2 separate regions of the Gossypium hirsutum genome follow, and region 2 is linked to region 1. Evidence: chromatin contacts called from public Hi-C data. All regions are on one chromosome and are shown on one strand. The core of a region is the stretch at or near the end of the contact, and the rest is flanking DNA. Distances in the headings are between cores, read along the strand shown. Region 1 holds the start of LOC107895304 (WRKY transcription factor 23). Region 2 holds the start of LOC107924823 (WRKY transcription factor 22-like).

Region 1 (5,976 bases), core at 1,573-4,072:
TCAAGACTATAGCTTACCTGTTATATTCGCTCCTATGTTGCTGCAACAAATATTTGTTAAGATGGATAAAAGTGGGGATTATGTCCTGGGTTGGGGGGCGGCAGTAGGCCCTAGCAATCACGGAATGGATTATCTCGACTTTTTTCTTTATACTAGCTAGCTATACCCTAGAAAGGTAACTGATTTTCCCTTTTGCATTCAGTACCATTTCTTTCCCAATAATCAACCTGGCACTGGCGACAATATTATTCTTTAACAGTGACTGATATTCACATGCCCAGTAGACATCACATATACAACCGCGAAGAAGCTGTCGATAGCGATGTTCAATTCAGACCCCATAATATAATTAGAATAAAAGAATCATTGCTCCATATATATGTGTAATGTATAGTGCATGAATAGGTAAAATGACTTCAATCTCCCTTTAATTAAACAATACACTGAATCCCCCCATCTCACCATTCAATGAACCAAATCTTTGAGATGTAGACGCAAGAAAAGGAGAGTTATTACTATGCAAGTCGATCTCAAGTTATTGTTCCATCTGCCCCAACCCAACTCAAGCATATTTAGCTACTGCACATTCATCTTCTTTCTCACTAAATTCTAACTCCCCCTTCTTTTGTTTCTTTTTTTGCAGGGCCTCATTAGTGCTACGAACATTTTGGATTTGGCTGGTTCCCAGACAAATAGAAAATAGAGAGCTTTCTAGCTTCTGCATTAATTGTTCTCTGAAGAACCCTAGCCCTCAAGCACTACTTAGTTTCATACGGGAATCAATGCATATTCCTTTGATAATAACAAAAACAAAGGTATAGGACAAACAAAGGGTCAGATCACTCAGAAGAGTTAAAGAAAGAACCATTTCCCTGGTGCATAATCTCTACATATCCAGACTAACTAAATGTGGCAAAAAAACATTTAAAAAAAACCCAAATAAGAAACTAAAACCAAGTCCAATTTACAGTAATATTAATCAAGCTTTGCATAAAAGGGGCAGCGAGTTCCTTGTTCAATAAAAATGCCACCTCTCAGCAAAAAAAAAAAAGCCACATACCAGTGAACTGATCATTTCGCTATACCTCTTTCCATTCCAAGTGGAGAATTACATATAAAGGTAATGGATGTTCTAATCTACTCTTCCTTCAGCATATGGGATGGCAGAATGTCCTGAAGAAGGCCATGGTCTTTAAGCAAAGACGGTCCTGGTTCTGGCCCTGGGGTGCAAAAGCGCTTCTGATTAAGAAAAGTGGCGTTAAGGGACCCATTATGGCCAAAGTTCAAAGGAGACAAGTTATCAGTAAAAGGCTGTTGAAAATGCTGGTGATAGTGAGATGGAGTAGTTTGCATTGGCATGCCAAAACTTGCGGCGGAGATGGCTGAATTCAGATGAGAACCAACAAGGTTGGGACGAGGCATGACCGGACTGGGGTGAGTATGTTGGCCTTCGTAAGTGGTTACCACGATGCTTGGATCACTGAAACATCTCTCAACTCTTTTCTTCACATTACATGAGATGGTGGTGCAACGATAATAACTCCTAAGAGAATTAAACAGTGTAAACATTATAACCTATGGAAGTTGCCTGTCTCTGTGATTTTAACTAAATTGGTGAAAAGAATAACATACAGAATGAGGGAACTAAAATAGGTTGAAGTTGGGACATTGAAGTTAGTACCTAGGGAAGGGGCTGTTTTTTACAGCTTTTTGTCCGTACTTTCTCCATCTGTAACCATCTTCCAAATGATCAACCTCGCTCTTTGTCATGAACGCGAATCTCGGTTCTCTCTGTCTCTTCTGATTTGTCTTCTTGGGTTTCAACCTAAACCCATAAACGCCAAAACAACAAAAAATAATCTTCATGATCAGCTTCAAATCACTTTGATGGAAACCAAAACCCTGATATCTTATCCAAATTAATTTCAAAATGGGACACCTGTTTAGCAGTAAACAGGAACACTGGCTCACATAGACGGAAAAGACACATCTTCGTCTCTTTCTCTCTCTTCTTAAGAAAAGAAAATAGTGTAGTATAAAGAGTTGAACTCACTGTTTCTTGGTTTTTCGCTGGTCCTCTTCTTGGTCATCTAGTTTAGCAGGTTCATCATGAGCAGCCTCACTTGATGCAGATGAAATCGTGGAAGAGTTAGGAGTGGCAGGCTGATTGAAAACCTCATGAGGAGATTCGATCTTCGTGGAAGAAAAAGGATTGGGTGGTTGGGTTGCCATTAGAGAGGGAGCCTGCTGTGCTGCCATGATCTCCAATACAGGACTACAGATCAAGTCTTGAACACCCAGCAAGTCCATGAACCCTAACGACCGGATCTTCTCTTCTTCGTTGCTGCTCAAATCAAATATACTTTGTAATGGGAAATCATTCACCGAACACGATGAGTTTCCCAATACATCTTCCACCTTTACACCCTGTTTTCTCTCCATGTATCAATCAAACACTCCAGTTCTTGTTCATCAAAAAGAGCTTGCACACCACAGAAAAGAAGAAGAAGAAGAAGAAGAAGAAGAAGAAGAATGCTTTGTTTAGTGAGAGAAAGAAAGGAAGAGAGTTCTAAAGGAAAGTGAGATTTTTGGCAACTGAGAAAGGGAGAGAGAGAGTTATTAAAGGATCGACGGGCAATTGTAGGTCAAACACTTGTACGGATATTGAACACTGCCGGTTGTCATTCATTGCATGAGGCATGAGCGCCCCATTGTTGGTCGGACAGTGGGGTGGAGGCTTTCATACGTAGATTTTTGGGCGGTCTTTTATCTGGTTCAAGTGTGAACGGAGTTCACCCCCATGTGATATTCTTACGGCATAAACCATAATGATAAAGCTCTTGGCTTCGGTTTGGGTGTATAAATAATTAAAATTATGTTTTTTTTTGTTTATTTAAATTAAATAAAACTATACCTATCTTTATTGTGCATGTGAATCAAACAATACTTTGGATAGCAGGAATAAATTGAAGAAATAAGTTTCGGAAATACAAAAGAAATTTATTTATATACAATTCAATAATTACATTTAATTTTTGCATTACACTCATACTTTTTTCTTCAGACTTCTTAGCACACTTTTAAATGAAAAAAAATATATTTTTTAGCTTGTACCCTTCTAGTCTATATTATTATATAGGGGGACGTGTACGGTTGTGAATTTCGTTTAAGAAGATAAGATAACGTATGTATTAATGTAATGCTTAGATAATTAAATAATATATAAGATTAGTGAGGGGGACTTTCATCCGTCCTATACATATATAAAGATGATGTAATTGTAGGGACAACATGTACGATCCATTGTTTATTTAATTGCATAGGTAATGGGAAAAATAATAGCCTTCTTCCCGGCGAAAATCCTACATAAAGGCAGAAAAGAGAAGGAAAAGAAGATCGGAAATCTGTTTGTTTGGGGTATGGGATTGGAGAGGAAAGAAATTATGAGAAAGCTAAAGTAGATGCACGTGGGGGTGGTGTAGCATATTGCAGAGGCACACTATAATCGTTAATCAATTGCAAATGCAAATGTAAAATCCAAATGGGAATGGGAAGCTGTGATATGATATATGTAATAATTTGCGTGTAAGCTGGACTTAGCTTTGCATGCTTCCATTATTAGGTTCCTAACTCTTTTGGGTAAGGAAATTAAGGATTCATTTAGAGGCTTCTTTTCACACATCATTTCTATCTTTTTCCTTTTTCAGTCATTGATTCTCACATCCACACATCTTAATTACTAACACCCCCATCATATCAACATGTTTAATTTTGTTGGAAGGATAAACGTGAGATGAGACTTTTTTTTTCTGATAAATAAAAATAAATTTTTAAATTAAAACTAATTATATTCTAAACACATCTTATTATCCCATCAATAATTAGCTCTTCCACATTCATACTAAAAAAACTAATTTTGAATATAAATATACAAATTTCTTCTTCTGCCCCTAAGATTATCTAAGATGGAGATGATTAAAAGTTAAGAAAAGGAGAGTTATTATCGATTCCATGTCAACTACTCCCACCTACCATCTCGTGAGAAGCATAAGACGCCTAGCTTGCCCAATGAGATCTGTACTAATAGGACCATATAATTATGCTTGTATAACGCAAACTAGACAAATGATTCTATGAAGAAAACCTTTTATATCCATTCTCCAAATAAAATATTACTAACTTATTTTCACATGAAATTCTCCCTCTAAGACCCCAAACTACACGACAGTCTTATCCACTCGTAGCTTTCACTAGAGATACGGCATTAATTTTCATCTACTACCATATCCAGCACGATTCCGTATTATAATCAACTTTCTGAATCCAACAAGGATAGAAATAATACAAGTATGTAAAATCCAAGCTTAAAGACTAGAAGCCGAGAACTCTTTTTCTTGTTTTGTTGTATTACGTGAAATTCAAAAACCAAAGCGGCGGCCATGAATCATGATGATAAAGGGCCGGCTTGGCTGTCTGTGCCCATAGAGGACCGCACACCGATAGCATGCGACCGTTGGAGCCTTTCGCCACCTTTCTCGATCGCACACGTGGTCTTTGCCTTTGCCTACGGACTTTGCTTTTGTGGGACCGGACCTCCTTATTTTCTTTTTATTTTTTGTGGGAGGTCACCGCTAACTTCCACGTGGTTGATCCAACGGGTGAGATTTTCGTGGAGATGATGACATCAGGAAGCACGTGGCCTTGATTGTGCCGTGACTTTGGCTTTTTGGCCGAGAATGTATATGTTACATTTCATGCCTTCTCCTCTCCTACCACGTTACAAGATTTGGGATCATTCATTTTAATTGGACCGTTCTTGCCTTTTTCCAAAAATTCAAAGCCTTGTTTTGGAAATTTATTTCTCAGGTTTTTTTTTTCATTTTATTTCTCTTGATATGATAATAACAATAATACTAACTTCATGTTAATACGAAAATCCAATCTCAATCCAGAAATTTTATCTTTTATTAATTTATAACTTCATTCCTTTTGAAACAACTAAATAAAAATATTTTTATTTTTAAAAGACTAAAGTGTAATTTTATTATACAATAATTTTTCTTTGATAAAAATTACATAATAATTTTTAATTTTATAATTTATGGAAAGATTAAAGTCCTTGGTGATATTAAATTGTTCGTATTCAAAACTTGTTTAAAACAATAATTAAAATTATTATTTGAAACCCAACTGACATGAATTTAAAATTAGCATCATGGCTTTTTTAGCCTTTCAAGTTTAAAGTCATTTTAGTTATTTATTTAATTTTTTATCTTTTGTAACTTTTGAACTTGTATTTTTTTTGTCAAATCTTTTCAAAATAGATGAAAAAGTTAATGTTTACTAATTTTGTTGACATGGCATCCACATAGATTGCCACATAGATGACATGTTGCCATTTAATTAACTTTTTTTAAATTTAAAAAATACTTTTTTATATTTTTAATGATTTTTAATTATTAATGATGGTTTTTATAAAAAAAATTTCAAATGTTTAAAATTTAAAAAAATTTAAATGTTGATGTGTTATCCATGTGGCAATCCACGTGTATGCAACGTTAATAAAGTTAAATATGTTATTTTTTCCAGTCATTTTTGGATAATTTGATAAAAAAAATACAAATTCAATAATTAAAAAAGACGAAAAATAAAATATAAAACTAAAATAATTTTTTTATAAAATTAGAGCTCATATGATTTATTTTTAAAATTTTATCAACTCTCTCAATTTGTATTAGTTAAAAAATGAATTCATAGAAATCTGAAAAATATGAGAAAGACCTTTAATAGCAAAATCAAGGGACTTTTTATTTAAATAATAAAAAAATTTTAAGAGAATTGAAATGAAAAGTAAAAGGTGGCATTGCATACATATAAAGAAACATCACCTATAAAAATTAATATTTTAATAGAATAAATAAAATAATAAATAATAATATTTTAATTAAAAGGGAAGTCCAGCAACACCCCTTTTTT
Region 2 (5,976 bases), core at 1,786-4,285, 150 kb after region 1:
GTTCCCTCCAGTCTACAAAGTGTAGTTTACTCTTTGTTTTTCTTGAAACCCCTAGGAAAACGATACAGTTTACCTAATTCGAGGATAATGATACATCAGCCTCTTGGTGGAGCTCAAGGAGGTCAAACTGATATTGATATCCAGGTACGCATTTGTCTTGGCCAACCTCATGTTTTTTAAACTTGTTTTTAAGGGGAGAAAAGAGTAGAAAAGATTAAAACAATGCAGCAGTGGTATGCCTTCATGGCTAGATATCAACAGTTTTGATTTGTTGAACTTTTTAGCATGTAGCTTCAATCTTGTTCAGTTGTTGTACAATACCCTGACTGTTACACACGAGTTGTCAGGCGAATGAAATGCTGCACCATAAGGCAAATTTAAACGGATATCTTGCTTACCACACTGGTCAAAGTTTGGAGAAGATTAACCAGGATACGGACCGTGATTTTTTCATGAGCACAAAAGAAGCAAAGGAATATGGACTTATTGATGGTGTTATCATGAATCCTTTGAAAGCACTTCAGCCACTAGCTTCTACAGCTGATGGTAATGAATAGCCATTGCGTGTTTGGTAGCAATGACATGGCCTTACTCTTTAGAGATAACTGGAAATAATTGCCCACGTATCTGAGTGCCTCTTTCAGTGTTGAATAATGATGATATTATGGTAAAGAAATATGAATTTTGATGTTAATTATTATATAAACAATATTAAACAGGGAATATGAAGGGTTCTTTTTCTTTTTCTTTTTCTTTTTTTTTTTGGCTGCAAAAAGTACTGAAATTTCTCTACAGCTATAAATAGGGGTTTTAATTAGAAATCATTTTCTTCAAAGAATTTTTAATTAGAAAGAAATTTTAATTAATCAAACTCGAAAGAGATATTAACATAATTTAGGTATTTCTACAATCAAATACTAAGTAAAGAAATTGCAAAATTTAGATAGGTAGTGATAGTTAAAATCTAGGCTGATTTTTTCCTGGTATTATTTTGCTTCTTACTTATTAATTGATTATTTTCCTGTTTGTTTTGTTACTTGTGGTGCTCGTTAGTTAATTAATTTTAATTTTTAATTGATCACTTAAATTATTTGATTAAATAATAAAAAAACAATAATTATTAGTACTTATAATTTTTATGAAAATAATATTTTTATTCACTGTAATTATACTATTAATTAATAAATACATTTAGTGTGAGTAAATTTTTAGTAGATAAAAGAGGATCTTAAGCAAAGCATCCTCGCGTGAACCTCGTGCCTTCATTAATTCACACCTACTACAACCCAACAAAAGTAGCCACCCCCTCTCTCTCTCTTGGGGCGTGCGTGTGTGGTTGTCTCTATCCATTAGACTTCATGGTTTTCCCTGTTTGCTAAAAAAGATTTTGGTTTTTTTTATAGCAACCACGGACCTTTTGGTTGCCAGAGTGATCCAACTTTCACTTTTTGTGTGAACCCTCAAACAAGAAAAAAAGAAAAAAAAGAGAGGATAAAAATAGAAGATGCTAAACTAGAACCATTAGTACTGGAAGGCATAATCACTTCATTATGAGCATTTTAACTACTTTTATTTTTTTTTCCTGAGACCCATAAACACTACTGATCAAGAAGGGACAACAGGAATTCCTTCATCCCAAAACTTGCTTCGCATCATCAAACTTGTGAAAGCAGAAGATATGGGTAGTTCTTCAAGCTCATCAAAGAAATCATTTTCTTCTGATTTTGGTATTGAAGATGTTGTTATATGAAGGCAAGACAGTGGCTCTTCATCCAACAGAAACCCCAGTGTGTCATGGGTTTTCTCTAGATTCCCGTTGAAGGGATCTTCTTGGCTAATGATGTTATTCTGGGGAAAACTTAATGGGGATTGTAAATAGTGAAAATGCTGCTCTTCACTTGCATCTTCATCTGTACTGCTCGTTTTGTTTTGCTCCTTTTTTACTTCTTCTGGCTCTTTTTCTGAAACCTCCGGGAGCTGCTTCAGCGTAGTAGTTGGGGGCTTATCATCATCACTATGGGTGGTTTGGGGTTCTTTAGGGGACTGTTTTAGGTCGGCGCAGTGGAGATCAGGACCTGGATGGTTATGACTAGAGGTGTAAGTGATGATAAGCATCGAGGCATCTGTTTTGCATCTTTCCACTTGCTTTTTGGCTGAACAACCTTTTGATGTGCTACATCTGTAATAGCCTCTGCATAATGAAACATGAAACCTTGTGAGATTTCTCAATGGGGAACGGAGGAATGGGACAACGTGAAGGGGCGGAAAAACCCTTATTGGCTAAATTTTAAGGTGTGGGAGGAAAAATGTAGTTCTAACTCAAACTTCAACAAAAACATGCACAGAACTGAAGAAACATGATGTAAGTTTTGGATGTATTGACAAAAGTTTATGAGTTCATCTTAAGGACGATATAAAGCAAGAAATCGCGACGCAGAAGAAAGCACACCTGGGATAAGGAGATCCTTTGATAGGTTTTTGCCCATATTTTCTCCAGGACCATAAATCAGAAGGAGGCCCCTCGCTCTTTAGCTTTCCACCATTTTCTCCTACCTTCAGTGTAACAACAATCTTCTCAACCACCTTCCTGCTAAATACAACATATCTAAGACTTAGAAATGTTATCCCTGAAATAAACCATTGCTAAAGATGTCAAAACAGCCATGTACTAGCCAAAGACTAGAAAATTTGAGTATATATTAAATACCACTAACCTTCTTTTGGATGACTGAGTATCAGTTGGGTTGAGTTCGGAATCATCTGAAGCCAATTTTGGAGAGACAGAATCGTCCATCACCACTTCCTGTATCCCCTTGCAATGTTATTACTTACTGCCAAAATGATTAAAAGAGACAAGCAGAGCTGTTTGGAGAGTTAATGAACCTACAGTACTTACTAGTCATAGGAACAGATAAAAATCAAAAGGATTAAAGATCTCCAACCAATTGATTGTGAGAAAGATAAAAAGGGAGTTAGGCAACACGACATAAAACCCCGCAACTTGCTTCTTCCCTTTCTTGTCACTCATTTAATATTAAAGTTATTTTGCAACAATGCTATGCATAAATCACCAATCACTCGCGCTCCCTCCACATCCACCTTTGCAATAAAATAAAATAAAACCGTCCAGACAGCTACAGCATATAAATGTGTTAGATATTTCGTGGGGCGGGGCCCATCCTCCACTCCATTGGCTTGAGCCAAGTTTTGCTCCCACACACAATCAATTTTCCACTTGCAAGCTGACAATCCTCAAATCTTATCTTAAACCAAAAATCCTGAACGCGGACACGGTTTATGACTCTCCCCAAACAGAAGCAATCCAGTTTGCTGTTGGATTTGGTGGAAAGAACATGTGTTAGAATTTCGTAAATCTCAGCTGAATCTAACTCTACACATAGAGCTTATGAACATAGCTGCCTGGGAAATGCAGCAGGCGCGTATTTCTAAAGGCGGCGCAGCCAAACTGGGGTATATCCTCTAACTGATTGATCAATCATTAACGCTGACAAATGAGGTTTAATATTAAAAGTTTGGGATGAAACTTGATAACTCCTTTTGATTTACAAAAACATTCAATGCAGATACATACGATTATCTGATATTGTATAGTTTATTTATTGAAGGACTTGGATTTTTTTTTCTTGAAGCAGAACTGTAATACATAACCAACGTTGGTTACTTGTGGTAAGAACTCCATATCATCAATTTGGGTTTAAAATTAACTGATGCAGCTTTGAGTAAACTCCAGAAGGCATTAACCAGAGTTGAGTAGGGATACAATGCGTTTTTCGTCTCAAAGTCAAAATGTAAGCAATTTTCAATCAAATACGATCATTTGAGCCATGTACATGAATGATTTGAAGAATATTGTTTGGTGGACGTCATGGAACCGACTAATATATCAAATTAACAACTTTCTATATATATACTCATATATTTCTAAGAAAAAAACTGTCTGAATAGATAGATAAACCCCAGTGGAGCTTTTAAACTTTTTTTGAATATATAATTAATCTGATATTTCTTGGCGTTGAAGAAGGGATAAATTTTGTTACTCAGCTTGTGCTAGAACCCACACCATACAAATCCATCTCTAATTAAATTTATACTAACATTAAGGTCCCGAGTCGCCGTTGCTTTATTTCAGAGTTTGAATTTTGGGTGCTATAAACCGCCTGACCATTTCAATATTTTTAATTAATGATAACAAAGTCTGACAGGTGGTCAAGATGTGGCAATCCTTTAGGTAAAACAAGGTGCTCAATTTCTATGACAAGTTCATTCACCGCCGACTTTACATTGATTCCACTTGTTAGGATTTTATGTAAATATTTTGGTAATTCAGGATAAATCATCATTAACTTAAGCTTTTATCATTTACGTCAACTAATAAACGATGGCTCTTATTTACACTTTGATTTAGCTCAAAGTTGTGGTAGGTTTTTTAATCTAATTTAATGACCTCAATTGCTTTTCTTTTAAGAAAGGTTTGTTTGCAAATAATTTGTTTTATAAATATAAAGAATTATAATTTAAAATGATATTAATCATTACATAGATTAGCATCTTTTGGTATATTGAAAAAGATTATATAACAATTCAGAAAAATATCCCATAACGTGAGAAATTTACTTATTATATTATATATAGAGAGTAGCAAAATGACTTGGAAAATATTTGATATAACATAATTGAAGTAAAAGAGAATGTGATAGATTCTAAAATGATGATTTGGAAGTCAACAATCTGCCATCAAATATCCACCGACGATGTTTTCTAAAAATATATATGATTAAGTTTCTCCAGAATCAAGGAGGTAAAGCAAACAAGTTGAATGATTTTTTGGCTTCTCAATCATTCCATCGAAGTCAGTATGTGCAGTTTAATAAGTGCTCCATATATTGGAAGAGGTTAAACCAACGTCAACATAATGCTTAATTTCTTCAAAACTCAAAGGACACTTATAAAAAAAAAAAACCTACAAGCAACCTTTAATACAAATTGATACAGTTAAAATATCATGTGGAAGATGGTAGAGGCAATATAAGTGGATGGAATGTGATAGGTGTATTGATGGAATCTAAGAAAATGGTTGTTAGTTTTGTTGATTGCAAAACTATGCACACACTGAACAAATGTTTGATTGTTTTTATAAAGCTAGCAGCTTGAAAGATAAATTCGAAGAGGAGAATTTGGAAGGTGGAGAACCTCAAACAAACAATTTATTTTTTAAGTTTCAAGTGGATAATATGAAAGAAATGTTTCTTAAGCATGGAAGGGTTTGGATATTAAGCTGGTTTGAAAAGGTAGAACCATGGACACGTTTGGACTAAATGAAATCCAAATCTATTTGGGTAATATTGATGAGAATCACTCTTCACACCTAGAATACGACAATTTTAAAAAACATTATTATACATAAAGAGAAGTAGCATAGGTGGAAGAATCACTTATAAAAGATTATGATTATGATAAGATGATAATGAAATTTTAAATATTCAATTAAGTCATTTCCAAGAGGCTTTAGCACTTAATTGTGTGGTGGCATTCAATTCCCTGTTAGTTTCAAAATGCAGAGATGCATTGGCTTCCATTGATTGTTTTTGTCTAGAATATAATTCTAACCAATTCATCTCCAATGCCATCCACCTTTAAATTTCATATTTGAATAAAATAAGTTGGGAATGGTAGAGGAACATGTTCAAGTCAAAGATGGAGAAGATGGAGAGAAAATGGGTGTATTTAGTGAGCTAACTTTACGAATTTATTCGTGGAACATAATAATGAAGAAAGGGAGATATGAAGAATATTCAAGCCATTTCTTCTTGATTTTGAATGAGATGGGTTGAAAAAGAATGTTTCTTAAATAAGGATAGGATTGGATATCGAATTTGTTTGAAGAGATGGAACCATTGACACGCTTGGATTATATGAAATTCAAGTTTACTTGGGTAATTGTGATGGGAGCCCCTT

What was found. A called contact is a pair of places that touch in the nucleus more often than the background predicts.
Region 2: a contact with region 1 is called in a Hi-C map of leaf, with 1.4 times the contacts expected there. The contact joins the promoter of LOC107924823 here to the promoter of LOC107895304 in region 1. A contact is called at or near these places in 4 of 34 Hi-C or Micro-C datasets (callus and leaf).

What each region holds. Positions count from the first base shown.
Region 1 is chrA11:11,589,199-11,595,174 of Gossypium_hirsutum_v2.1, forward strand. LOC107895304 (WRKY transcription factor 23) reads right to left here and starts at 2,823. Exons shown (of 3, transcript XM_041081055.1): 1 at 2,054-2,823; 2 at 1,682-1,939; 3 at 853-1,543. The coding sequence starts at 2,442. The coding sequence ends at 1,138.
Region 2 is chrA11:11,735,079-11,741,054 of Gossypium_hirsutum_v2.1, forward strand. LOC107924823 (WRKY transcription factor 22-like) reads right to left here and starts at 3,036. Exons shown (of 4, transcript NM_001416332.1): 1 at 2,897-3,036; 2 at 2,715-2,803; 3 at 2,450-2,590; 4 at 1,493-2,191. The coding sequence starts at 2,794. The coding sequence ends at 1,606. LOC107924745 (ATP-dependent Clp protease proteolytic subunit 5, chloroplastic) reads left to right here. Exons shown (of 9, transcript XM_016855326.2): 8 at 56-144; 9 at 348-747. The coding sequence ends at 557.